Regions from separate parts of the Mus musculus genome. Here region 1 is linked to region 2. The links are chromatin contacts, called in public HiChIP or PLAC-seq maps. All regions are on one chromosome and are shown on one strand. The core of a region is the stretch at or near the end of the contact, and the rest is flanking DNA. Distances in the headings are between cores, read along the strand shown.

Region 1 (6,339 bases), core at 2,581-5,080, 240 kb before region 2:
AGTGGAACTTGGTGGTACCTACGTGGTGGTAGTTGTATAGGCACACATAGTCTCCAAGGCCAGGCAAGGTGGAATGGGGTCAGGTTCCCTGGGAACCCACTGCCTGACCATGTGAACGGGATGCCAGAGTTGCAGTGCATATTGGAGGTTCTAGGGCTATGGAGCATCTGCTGAGGAAAGCTGCAGGCAGAGAAGGGCGCTGACCGGAGAGGAAAGCTGCAGGTGCTGCCGGTGGTGGGCTGGGGCCACAGCTGCTAACAGTGCTGGAGCCCAGACGGTTCCATCATGAGTTCAGACTGCAGAGTGCTGGCCTGTCTGGGTTTCAGTCTTGCTTTGGCCTGGTCTTTTGCAGCACACTTTACAGAGTGAGTCACCTCTCCAGCCATTGGCCTGATCTTCCCTGCATGACCCACACTCTATTTTGGAATGGAAATATTTACACTGTGCCATTGTATACTGTAAGTAACTTGTATTTTATTTTATAGAGACTCGCAGTTAAGAGGTCACCTGAGTCTCAGAAAAGACTCTGCACTTATATTTTTGAATCATTTTGAAAGTGTTGAGACTTTGAGTTTTTTTTTTTTTTAAGATGAAATAACTGCCTTCTGCATTAAGATATGAACATGAAGGCAGGCATGTGGCACCCACCTTTAATCCCAGCACTCTTCAATGCTGCACTTGTCTACCAAGTGAGTTCTAGAACAGCCAGGGCCATGGAGAGACCCTGTTTTCAAAAGCAAACAAACAAAAGAAACAAAGAAAGAAAAATGAGTGTGATACAGCCAGTTGAGCTGGCCAGGCCCCCTTCTTCATGGCACCTGTGTGTAATGGCTGCAAACAGAAGCCTACTTGGAGGGATATTCAACCTTCTATCTGTGTGGGTTTCCCTAAGGGATCTTGGTGGCAGCTTTCTAGGGGCTATTTCTGTCTCTGACCTCAATACTATCCCCAGTCCAGGCTGCAGACAAGCGTGCATGCTGCCTTTGGGAAGCTCCAGGACACAGTGGCCAGGATCCACTTAGGCCAAGTCATCAAGCCCATCTGTGTCAGGTTTCACAATGAGGAAGGTGGTTAAGGCCTTGCATAGAGGTAAGGTTCAAGTTCCCTGGCCTCTGGAAGAGCCACGCCTCAAAGAGGTGGGGCTTTACCAAGTTTAATGCAGAAGAATTGAAAGGAGTGGTAACTGACAACCAGTGCATCCCTGATGGCTATGGGGCACATATGTCCCCAGTTATAGTCCCTGGGGAGAGTGGCAGACTCTGTGGTCCTCCTGAGAGCTTCCACTCTGCTTACTATGCCCACTGAACCATGTTCAGTAATAAAGCTCACATCCGGTCTAAAGAATTAACATGAGACTTTAGGGAATGCTATGATTTAAAAGTGATGTTTCAGGGTTGGGGATATAGCTCAGTTGGTAGAGTGTTTATACAACACGCACAAAGCCATGGGTTTGATACCCAGTACCACACAAAACCAGGGATAATGGCACCCGGCTGTAATCCTAGCACTGGGGAGGTGGAGATGGGAGGATGAGAAGTTCAAGGTCAATCTTTTGATAACTTGAGTTTGAGACCAGCTGGACTGCATGAGACCCTGTCTCTAAAGCCTAATACCTGGGTGTGGTGACACACGCCATTAATCCTTACATTGGGAGGCAGAGGGAGATGGATCTCTGTGAGTTCAGGACCTACATTGCAAGTTACAGGACAGCCAAAACTACATAGAGGCTCTGTCTCAAAAACCCAAGCCAAACAAACCAAGAAAGACCGGTGATCGCTATGCTCCAGTGGCACCAGCAGCTGATGGATGCCACCGACATAAATGTGGTATGCCTGGACATCAGGTGGGCTTGTGATCTTGTCCGCTTAACCTCATTTAGAGTCACAAGACATCTGTGAAGCTATTTCTGGAGGTTTAACTTAGATGGGAGACACACCCTAATTTCGAGTGACCTTGGGCTAGGGCTACAGACTGAACAGAAAGGAGAAAGCAGGCAGAACACCAATACTTCATCTCTCTGCACTTCCAAGTTCTGGACACAGCGTGAGCAATCACCCCACACTCCTGCCACCATGCCTTTCCTGCCATGATGTTTGTCCCCCTCACACCCCCAAAAACCCTGTGAGCTAAAATAACCCTTTCTTCTTTCAGGGTTTCCTTCTTTAAGGGTTTGCCTTTCCTAGGAGAAAAACATCTAACAAACATTGAACAGTACCCATCCAGCTCTTTACCAAACGATCCCTTGTTAGGGCTGTCCATGTGGCTTGGTGGGACAGAACTTGCCTGATAAGCAACAAGTATTTCACTCCTACTTAAAAACAAACAAACAAACAAACAAAAACTCTTTAAAGAAGAAAGCCCAATTAATTGTCATCTGTATAGATACTAAACCACACTATATTTTGCACAACCCACCAGACTGTGTCCTAGTTTGTTTTTAATTGCTGTGATCAAAACACTGTAACTAAAGGCGACCTGGGAAGCAAAGGGTCTATTTCATCTCATAACTTTCTTTTTTTTTTTTTAAGATTTATTTATTGGTTATATGTAAGTACACTGTAGCTGTCTTCAGACACTCCAGAAGAGGGAGTCAGATCTCGTTATGGATGGTTGTGAGCCACCACGTGGTTGCTGGGATTTGAACTCCAGACCTTTGGAAGAGCAGTCGGGTGCTCTTACCCACTGAGCCATCTCACCAGCCCCTCATCTCATAACTTTCAAGTCACTGTCTATTACCGAGGAAAGTTGGGGCAAGAACCTCAAGGCAGGCACTGCTTAGACCTCCCACATCTATCCAAACAAGAAAACACACCCCAGACTTGCCTACCAACCAGTCTGAAGGAGGCATTTTCTCAACTGAGCGCGAAGATTCTAGCTAGTTTCAAGTTGACAAACCTCTAACAAGCACACTGTATACCAGAAAACTTTGTTTTGGGAGCGATAAAGCAAATACATGCTCGTTAAATAAGTAACAGTATATTATGAAGAGAAGACTTGCAACTTGTCAGGGTCGTCCATTTGACACTTAAGTTCAGGATGTCAGGCACGCTGGGCAAACGCTCTTCCCGGAAGCTCCTCCAGCCAGAGCTGCTCCACTTTTGTGCCCCTCAAAGAAGGCATGAAAGAGCTATTAGAGCCCAGTCTCCCTAGCTTTCCCGGGCATCTCTCACGGCCCCAAAGTCTGGACGTCTCCTGTTCTCTGGGAACTAGTTCTTTCTTTCAAAACAGTTTCCTCAGGGAACACTGTCCTCTGAAAAGGATTCGGTTGGTTTGCTGGCTACCCACGACTGACCCCAGCAGTCTAGATGGAGTTCTTCTGGCGTAAGCAACTGGCGCCGCTCCTTCTAAGGAGTGTTTCCTTAGGAACGCGGCCACCATCCTGCATCTCCCCCTTAGACAGGAATTTTCGGGATCGTACTGTACGCCACAGTTAGAGCAAACTCTCCAACATGTTCCTCCAGTCCTGTGCTTAGCAAAGAGCCTGACCGAATCCCTTATCTGAAAACACTGGCAGATAAAACAATACAAGATTTGGTCCAGAGAGACCTACCAAGGTTAGTGCTAATTACGAATGCACGGCGGCCCCGCCCCTCCCAGCGTCGCCTGGGCGGGGTCTCAGCACAAGCCCCGCCCTCCCGCTGCGTTTTCCAACACGGAAACCTCCGCGGTTCCTATAATTAACACTGCCTGGTGCCTCCCTAAGCGCTTCTGCCAACCGGGAAAGCTGTATTTCCGGCTCCCCGCAAAATGGTTTCCACTAAGGCGCACGGCCACGCCCCTTCCACTTACGGGTCCAGGACGAACCGGAAGAGATCGTCCAACCCTTCGTTCGCAACCCGGAAGTAGATGTGTCTCACGGAAGCCGGCTTTGGCCCTGCGGCTCCTGCCGTCGCCGCGGAGAAATTGTTGGAGCTGGCAGCCTAGGAATGGTGAGACCCCGCGACTCGTCTCCTAGTGTTCTGAGTAGACCTGGAGGGTGAAGTGGAGTTTCCCAACGTGCCTCGGGGCACAACCCCACAACAAGATTTGGGGCCCCGCCCCGGTATCGCCCCGAAAAATCTGCGCATGCGTAAGTCCGATCAGGCCAGGCTCTGGCCTGCGGTGTTACGCATGCGCACAGGTGGCATGCTTGAGGTGGGATGAGAATTGTCTGGGAGTTGGTCCTGGTTCGCTACCACCGGCCTGTGGGCCTCAGAGCCAGATGGCGAGATCGATGCAGTAGTATGGAGCCGAAGAGTTGACTAAATTACCACTGCTCCCCAGAGTCCCTGAAACAGACCTGCACTGATCCCTCACCTTGGGGGTGCCCTGTCGGGAGGAGGGAAGGGAAGGAGGGCAAGCACTTTGCCTTAGTTGCTCGTGGGACTGGACACCTGCACCCCCCTTCTGTGGTACCCACGGAGCTGGTCGTGGAGCGTCCTTAAAGGCAGAGCCAGAACTTTGCTCTACGAGACGCCGGAGTCAGGAGGGGCGGGGCTGCCAAAGCGCTGGGTATTCATACAGTTCCCAAACCACGTTTGAATCGTCCGAAGGAACCACCCGCTTTAGTAAAAGCTGCAAATGGAAGGGAAAGCAAAAGGGTAGCGAGATAGTGGGATTCCATCTACCTTCCCAGGCTGTGGCCTGGGGGCAGGCTGGTGCTGCTGATTTGAGTAGACAGGCAAAGGAAAACAAATGAGTCAGGAATCCCTTGACCCTTTCTGGTTAACGTTCCAAATGCTTAATTTAGGATTCACTGGTAAAATTAAGAGAGATCTCTGAGCCTAATACGTTTTTTCCCACATCTTTTTATCATTCACACAAAGGCCTCAGTGACTCCCACATAGCTACTTATATTTTTTGTTTTTATTGTTTGGAGCAGAGGCTCACCATTATATAGATAGCCCTGGCTTGCTCTGTAGACGAGGCTGGCCTTAAAGTCAACAGAGATCCACCTGCCTCTACCTCTACCTCTACCTCTACCTCTACCTCTACCTCTACCTCTACCTCTACCTCTACCTCCGCCTCCACATGCTGGGATTAACTGTCAGAGCCATCAGACCAGGTAATAGCTACTAATGGTTAGGTGCAATTGAGAGTAGAGCTCTTTTGCCTCTTCCCACTACCTCAGACAGGGTGCACGAGTGCACGAGGATAAGGGATTGGTCAGTCAGTAGGTTTGGCCTGTTGGAAACCCGAGCCTGAGGGAGCCTTACCTCTCCTTCCCAGACTCTCTTCTCAGCATCCAAGCTCGCTTGGTCAGAACCCTTGGATGAGCCTGTGGGACCCTTCCTCCTAGCCCTGTGGTTTGGAGCCGGAGGCTTTGGGACTGTGAGAGGATGGACAAAGGTAGTGTGAGGCCCGGCCATCTCCCCAAGCTCTCGGGCGCCAGGCAGCCTCTGACTCTACCCCTTGCCTTGCACGAGTGTCTCTCGGTCTTGGCCCGGCAATGCCACCTACCACCCCCCTCCCCTGGGCCAGCACCACCCATGTGCCTCTCGGCAGAGCCACAATTGCCTCAGTTGCTGTGGAGCTTCTGCTCTTTGGCACAATGCATTTTGATAGCCAAGGGAGCAGTTATGCTCAGAGCCCACCCCGTGTGTCGGCCTCATCAGCCTGACCTGAGCACCTGTGCTGCACCCCATGACCCGTGGCACCAGGAGGTCTGAGCCCGGATGGGATCTGGATGGCCAAGGAGGAATGCCTGCCTCAAAGACCAAGCCTCAGGGAGGCCGGGCAAGGGCTGAGGGGCTGACACAAGGGTCCGTGCACAGAGGTCACCCTTTCTCTTTCCTAGATTCTCAGGGGCTGCTAGACTCGTCCCTGATGGCGTCAGGCACAGCCAGCCGCTCCGAGGATGAGGAGTCACTGGCAGGGCAGAAGCGAGCATCCTCCCAGGCCCTGGGCACTATCCCCAAACGCAGAAGCTCCTCCAGGTAGCCTGGGCTCAGAGCGCCTGGAAGGGGAGGCATGTGGGGCTAGGCACGCCCTTGCTAGCCTTGGTTTGAAATGGCCTTCTGAGCCTGCCTGGGTTCTGAGCCTGCCTGGGGTCCAAGCAAAGCCTTGTGCTTTTCCTTTACCTCCTCTGCCGGTGTGTCCGGATGGCACCGAGGATGGAGAGTGAGGGGTTCCATCTCTGTTGAAAGGTTGCCTGTTACCTCAGAGGACTAGAACTTGGCTTTTCCATGTCCACTGAGCCAGACACTGCTGGAAAGTGAAGGCAGTTAGTTCCCAAGGGGAGCCTGCACCTTGGAAGCCGTGCGTGGGTGTGGTACCAGTAGTTAACCCTGCAGGACCTTCCACAGGTTCATCAAAAGGAAGAAATTCGATGATGAACTGGTAGAGAGCAGCCTGGCCAAA
Region 2 (6,971 bases), core at 3,869-6,368:
CTTTGCATGTCAAGCTGACATAAGACTTGCCAGCCCAAGGGGTGAAGAGAGATGATGTTCCAGCCTCTTCTAATCTCCCTCCTGCTCTGACCCTGGTTCTAATCAGATATCCACTGATCATTAGCAAGTAAAGACAAGAGGATTTGGAGAGTCCAGAGATCTTATGAGTTATATTTGAGGAAACAGACAAAGATCAAATATGTTTTACAACATCCTGTGACTTCTATTTTCTAAGTCCTTCCAGGGGCTTCCCATAAAGTTTGATATTTCTGTATATAGTTCCTGCTCCTTCTACATTTTGTTAAGCTGTATTTTCATTTTCATTCAGTTCAAAAATATTTTTAAAATTCCTAATGATGGCTCTTGGACTACTTTAAGGTCTGTTTAAATTCTAAATTCTTGGGGATTTCCCAATTACTGATTTTGCTTTTTCTTTCTTGTTTGATTCTTTAGGTTTTGTTGTGGTTATTGTTGCTGCTGTTTTTATTTTGTTTGTTGGTTTGGTTTTTTTGTTTGTTTGGTTGGTTATTTTGTTTCATTTTGTTTGGAGACAGAGTTTCATTACATAGTCCTGACAGATCTGGAACTCTCTATGTAGACCCCGCTGGTCTTGAACTCACAGAGGTCAACCTGTCATTTCCTCCTGAGTATTGAGAGGAAAGGCATGTGTTACCACACCTGGTTTATTTTGTTATTTTTATTTTGAGGCAGGTCTCATGTAGCCAAGGCTAGCCTCAAAACCCTGGTCTCCCTGCCTCCGTTTCCCTAGTACTAAGATTAGCTATAGCTATCACAACTATCTGAGCCATCTTGGAACTCACTCTGTAGACCAGGCTGGCCTTGAACTCAGAACTCAGAGACCTACCTACCTCTGCCTCCTGAGTTCTGGGACTAAAGGTGTGTGCCACCACCTTATTTACACACTTTTCACATTCTTTTTCATTTTAGTTTATTAAATAGACTAAGCTGTTCTAGAATCCATTATGTAGCCCAGGCTGGCCTCAAACTTTTTTTTTTTCATCATTTTGCTTTGATATGATTGTGACTGTGCCCTGATTTGCTGGAATTACAGTCCTCAGACACCACAGCCATCTTAAACCATCATTCTTTACTAATTTATTGTGAGTATGTATGTGAGCCTATAAGAGTTTCTGGGCAGGCTAGAGAGATGGCTCAGCCGTTAAGAGCACTCCTCTTGGGGGGTGGGGGGGGACATCACTCCTCTTCCAGAGGTCCCAAGTTCAATTCTCAGCAACCACATGGTGGCTCACAACCATCTGTAATAGAATCCGATGCCCTCTTCTGGTGTGTCTGAAGACAGAGTATACTCATATGAAAAAAAGAAAAGGAAAGAGAGAGAGAGGAAGAGAGAGAGAGAGAGAGAGAGTCTGTGCACTACATATGTGTAAGTACCCTCTGACCTGGTGGCAGGTCCCTCAGGAACTGAGGTTACTTGCCCAGTGTGGACGTCTGGTTCTCTCCACCACGATCTCCCTCAGCAGCACCTCGGTGGCGCCATCCTCCCCCTCCCACGCCCACATCCCCAGCGTCTCTGCCCCCATCTCTCTCCAGCCCCAGCTTTCACTCTTTTCCATCTTTCCCATTTTAAATGTTCCTTCTTAAGAACTGAAGTTGCTCGTTTTCCCAAGTCCAAAACTAGGCATCAATTTGGTGGTTAGAAATGGAGAAGAGGGAAGGGGTGGGGGTGGGGGTGGGGGTGGGGGTGGGAACCTTAGCCAAACAAAATATGTGGAATTTGAAATGGAAATGCTGTGGTGGGCCATTTGGAGCTGGGGGAAGCTTGGTTCTTTGTGCAGCAACTGCAGTTTTTAAAAAGTGCCTCTTGTTTGTTTGTTTTTGCTTTGCTTGCTTTTCTATGACCCTTCCCTTGGTTAACCTGGGGCTGTGTCAGTCACCGTTCCATTAGTTTTCTGTCAGTTAGTTTTGGGTTTTTCCCACACACACAGGATTTTTTTTTTTTTAAGTGTGCGTTGGTGTTTTGCCTGTGTTGAGGGTGTCTAATTTCCCGGAGTTACAGACATTTGTCAGCTGCCAAGTGGGTGTTGGGAATTGAACCTGGGTCCTCTGGAAGTGACCCTAACCACTGAGCCATCTCTCCAGCCCAGCAGCAGTCAGTTCTTTAATATTTCCCCCCAACTATTGGGGAGTGTACCCATGGCCTTGGCTTCAGCTGGTCTTGAGTTTGCTTTCCTTCTGACTCGGCCCCCCTGAGCAGCTGGGCCGATAGGCATGTCTACTAGGTGGTCTCGGTAATTTCAAAGATCCTTGATGCCTGCCACTGTTCTTCAGTGTCACCTCCAATCAACAATGACCTCTGTTCCACTCCTTATTTAGACGTCTTTGGTGTTTCTCTCCTTTTTTTAATTTTTTAAAAAAGATTTATTTATTAATTATTAAAAGGAAGTACACTGTAGCTGTCTTCAGACACACCAGAAGAGGGCGTCATATCTCATTACGGGTGGTTATGAGCCACCATGTGGTTGCTGGGATTTGAACTCAGGATCTTTGGAAGAGCAATCAGTGCTCTTACCCACCGAGCCATCTCTCCAGCCCAGTGTTTCTCTATTGTTCCTAAAAGTGTTCCTGGATCTGCCTGACTGCAGGTACTTATCAGCACTGTGGCTTTCTTTACTGCTTTTGTATGTATGTATGTATGTATGTATGTATGTATGTATGTATGTATGCATGTAAAGTATGTGTATGTATTTATCTATAACATGTACATAAGTATACTCTGTCTAAATGCACAATGTCTACAATGTACTTGGAAATTGAATGCTTTAAAATTATGCTTGTGCATTCGTGTGTGTGTGTGTGTGTGTGTGTGTGTGTGTGTGTGTGTGTGTGAACTAGTTCTCTCCTTCCAACTTTATGTGGTTTCTGGTATTCTAACTCAGCTTGTCAGATGGTGAGATGACTTATGGGGTAAAGATGCTTGCTGCCAAGAGAAACAACTCCAATTATAGCCCTAGGACACACATCATGTGAGAGAGTCAGCGCCCTCAAGCTGTCCTCTGACCTTCACACACACACACACACACACACACACACACACACACACACACAGGAAACAAACTGGACTGGAGAGATGGCTCACAAATTAAGTAAGAGCCCATACTGCACTTTCAGAGAGCCTGAATTTGGTTTCCAGCACCCATGTCAGAAAGCTAACAGTCACTCACCCAACCCCAGCTCCCGAGGACCTGCCACTCTCTTCTGGTCTCCACTATACTAAATCCATAAGTACAAACCCACATGCAGATATCACACTTGTATCCATAATCTAACGTTTAAAAATAGATAAATAAGGGCTGGAGAAGCCGGGCATGGTGATGTACGCCTTTAATCCCAGCACTTGGGAGGCAGAGGCAGGCGGATTTCTGAGTTCGAGGCCAGCCTGGTCTACAGAGTGAGTTCCAGGACAGCCAGGGCTATACAGAGAAACCCTGTCTCAAAAAATAAATAAATAAATAAATAAATAAATAAATAAACAAACAAATAAAAATTAAATAAATAAACAAGGGCTGGAGCTCTGATAGGAGTTCTCCCTGGACCGAGGAGATCAAGGAGGAGGTGGCAGAAAGTCTAGGCATCTGAAGAACACGTGCTGAGGTAACACAGAGAAGGCAGCGCCTCTGAGAACCAGGGTTTTCTTCCCAGACTGGGGTTCACCTTGTGCATGCTGGGTAAGCCTTCTACCGCTAAGCCATTCTGTCCCTGGCCTTTCTGCTTTTTAAACATTTGTGTATTTATTTGGGTGTGTGGTGTGTGTTCATGACTTGAGTGTGACAGTCACAGGACAACTTGCAGGAGTCAGTTCTCTCCTTCCACCACGAGGATCTTAAGACTCAAGCAGGCTCCATAGCAAGTAAGCACCTTTACCCCCAGCAGCCATCTCTCCGACAGAGATCTGCCTGCCTCTGCCAAGTGCTGGGACTAAAGACATTTGCTAGCAAACTCTTTTTTCACTTCTATTTATTTTTAAAGATTTATTTATTATTATGTATAAGTACACTGTAGCTGTCTTCAGACACACCAGAAGAAGGTGGTGTCAGCTCTCATTACAGATGGTTGTGAGTCACCATGTGATTGCTGGGATTTGAACTCAGGACCTTCGGAAGAGCAGTCAGTGCTCTTAACCACTGAGCCATCTCTCTCTAGCCCTTAACTTTTTTTTTTATTCATATGAGTACACTGTAGCTGTCTTCAGACACACCAGAAGGGGGCACCAGATCCCATTACAGATGCTTGTGAGCCACCATGTGGTTGCTGGGAATTGAACTCAAGACCTCTTGAAGAGCAGTCAGTGCTCTTAACTACTGAGCCATCTCTCCAGCCCTTAACTTTTTATTTTGAAACAGGTTCTCAACAAGCTGTCCTGACTGAATATACACTTACTGATAACCCAGGTAGGCCTTGAACGTGTGAACCTCTTGCCTCAGCAGCCCAAGTAGGTAGGATTACACGGAACATCTGGCTCAGGGATCTGTGATATTGTTTGTTTGTTTGATGGATGACTGATCTATGCAGCTCAGTTCCTGAACTCCTGCCTCAAGTGATCTTTCCACCAAAATCGCTTATCTCTGGGATCTTAACACTTCAATCTAAGGCTGGAGAGATGGCTCAGCGGTTAAGAGCACTGACTGCTCTTCCAGAGGTCCTGAGTGCAATTCCCAGCAACCACATGGTGGCTCACAAACATCTGTAATGGGGTCTGGTGCCCTCCTCTGGTGTGTCTGAAGATAGCTACAGTGTACTCACATACATAAAATAAATAAATCTTACAAAAACAAAACATCAATCTTCTTTATACTTTTCAGAGAATAGTCACAAACTCTCAAAGCCCTATTATAGAACAAGCTGAAGGTCGAGGGAAAGGTCATCTCTAAAGAATTTTCCCTTGCTTGTTGCCAAGCACAAATATCTGAATTCTGAGTTCAGTTGCTGAGCCTTTTATAGGAAGCTCTGAAGAGTGTTGCAGAGAAGGGTTTAGGTATCAGGAAGAGAGTGGTAGGCAGCTCCTGTGGGTGTGGCTTGTTCTAGTCATAAAGTCTTTCAAGTCAGCAAATCAGAGAAGTCCAGAAAAGCAGAGAGGAAAAAACATCCTGGTTACGGCTTCTCTGTGGCCACAGCTGGGGCTGAGAGAGGGTGAGGTGTCAAGAGCCCTGAAGAGCCCTGAAGAGCCCTGCTTCGCTTCTGCAGCTGTGCTCCAACAGAGGCTCCGGAGGCGCGACAGAAGAGAAGCTCAGTTCTACTCAAGGTCAACAAACTGCTTGCTTCAACTCAAGACTTCTATACGAAGCCGGGCGTGGTGGCGCACTACTTTAATCCCAGCACTCGGGAGGCAGAGGCAGAGGCAGGCAGATTTCTGAGTTCGAGGCCAGCCTGGTCTACAAAGTGAGTTCCAAGACAGCCAGGACTACAGCCCTGTCTCGAAAAAACAAAAAACAAAACAAAACAACAACAACAAAAAACCCATTTATACGGAGTTAATACGAGGGAAACATAAAAGAAAGACATTAGCTATCTCCTTTAGGGTTCACAATTTGAAATGCAAAACTAGTTTCCTCAGAATAAAACATACACTGGCACACGTGTGCACATGTACACACACACACACACACACACACACACACACACACACATACATTTGTTTGTTTTCAGACAGGGTTTCATGGAGCCAATTCTGGCGGTTACTATGTAGCCCAAAATGACTTTAAACTTTTGATCTTCCTGACTCTACCTCACAAGTTTTGGGATTGCAGGTGTCAACTGCATTCAGTGCTTTGTTTTCTTTTGTTTGTTTGTGTTTTGGTTAGATAAAGTCTCTGTCGTCCAGACTGACTTAGAATACGCTATGTCATCTAGTATGACCTCAAAGTTGTGGCAATTCTCCTGCCTCAGCTTCCTTTTTTAAAAATATTATTTATTTATTTTTATTTACACGAGTACACTGTAGCTGTCTTCAGACACACACCAGAAAAGTGCATCAGATCTCATTATGGGTGGCTGTGAGACACCATGTGGTTGTTGGGAATTGAACTCAGGACCTCTGGAAGATCAGCCAATGCTCTTAACTGTTGAGCCATCTCTCCAGCCCCCTGCCTCAGCTTCCTAAGTGATAGAATTATAGGCATGAGTCACTGTGCCTGGCTTCTTTTTTAATTTCAATTTAATTTTATTATTACAGAGTCTCACTATGTATCCCTGGCTGGACTAGAACTTGCTATGAAGACCAGGCTGACCTGGTCTTCAGAATCATCTGCCTGCTTCTGCCTCCCGAGTGCTGGGATTAAAGGCCCATGCTGCTACCCCACCCACTTTTATATTTTATATATGTGAGTACACTGTAGCTATCTTCAGATACACACCAGAAGAGGGCATTGGATCCCATTGCAGATGGTTGTGAGCCACCATGTGGTTGCTGGGAATTGAACTCAGGACCTCTGGAAGAGCAGTCAGTGCTCTTGACAGCTGGGCCATCTCTCCAACCCCCCACCCTCAATTTTATTTTTAAAGACTTATTTTTAGGAGCTGGGGAGTTGGCTCAACAGTTGTTAGCACTTACTGCTCTTTCATAGTACCTGAATGCAGTTCCCAGCAACCCTGTTAGGTAGCAGATACCCTTGTGCTCTTCCAGTTTCAGGCAGATCTGCCTCTGGCCTCCAAGAGCACCTGTACCCACACAATATACATAATTAAGCTGGGCATGGTGGCACACGCCTTTAATCCCAGCACTTGGGAGGCAGAGGCAGGCGGATTTCTGAGTTTGAGGCCAGCCTGGTCTACAGAGCGTATCCCAGGACAGCCAGGGCTGCACAGAGAAGCCCTGCTTGAAAAAAGGAACCAGGGGCTGGTGAGATGGCTCAGTGGGTAAAAGCACCCGACTGCTCTTCCGAAGGTCCAGAGTTCAAATCCCAGCAACCACCCGCAACAAGATCTGACTCCCT

Evidence for each region. HiChIP or PLAC-seq counts read pairs in DNA pulled down with a chosen protein or histone mark.
Region 1: an H3K4me3 HiChIP or PLAC-seq map of the SCID.adh cell line shows a contact between it and region 2, with 10 read pairs. The contact joins the promoter of Mcrs1 here to the enhancer-like site in region 2. A contact is called at or near these places in 6 of 39 promoter capture datasets (the SN4741 cell line, frontonasal cranial neural crest, liver and 3 more), 3 of 484 Hi-C or Micro-C datasets (the N1E-115 cell line, cerebral cortex and olfactory sensory neurons), 18 of 115 datasets of contacts at active chromatin or transcription factors (the 230-238 cell line, the SCID.adh cell line, T-cell acute lymphoblastic leukemia and 9 more) and 2 of 9 other capture datasets (liver and pancreatic islet).

What each region holds. Positions count from the first base shown.
Region 1 is chr15:99,249,452-99,255,790 of GRCm38.p6, reverse strand. Mcrs1 (microspherule protein 1) reads left to right here and starts at 3,830. Exons shown (of 15, transcript NM_016766.3): 1 at 3,830-3,929; 2 at 5,209-5,328; 3 at 5,777-5,915; 4 at 6,285-6,339. The coding sequence starts at 5,319. It overlaps 1700120C14Rik (RIKEN cDNA 1700120C14 gene), which reads right to left and starts at 4,003. Exons shown (of 3, transcript NR_045627.2): 1 at 3,790-4,003. It overlaps Gm25999 (a small nucleolar RNA gene), which reads left to right and starts at 777; the gene lies at 777-909.
Region 2 is chr15:99,007,123-99,014,093 of GRCm38.p6, reverse strand. No RefSeq gene overlaps it. Among named protein-coding and RNA genes, the nearest start is that of Gm41398, 14 kb to the left of the region's middle. Within about 2 kb of position 5,118, at least 91 of the 459 cell types and tissues checked have an H3K27ac peak or open chromatin away from gene starts, as enhancers often do. A contact at or near this core is called in the 230-238 cell line, the SCID.adh cell line, T-cell acute lymphoblastic leukemia and 2 more, where this site is marked.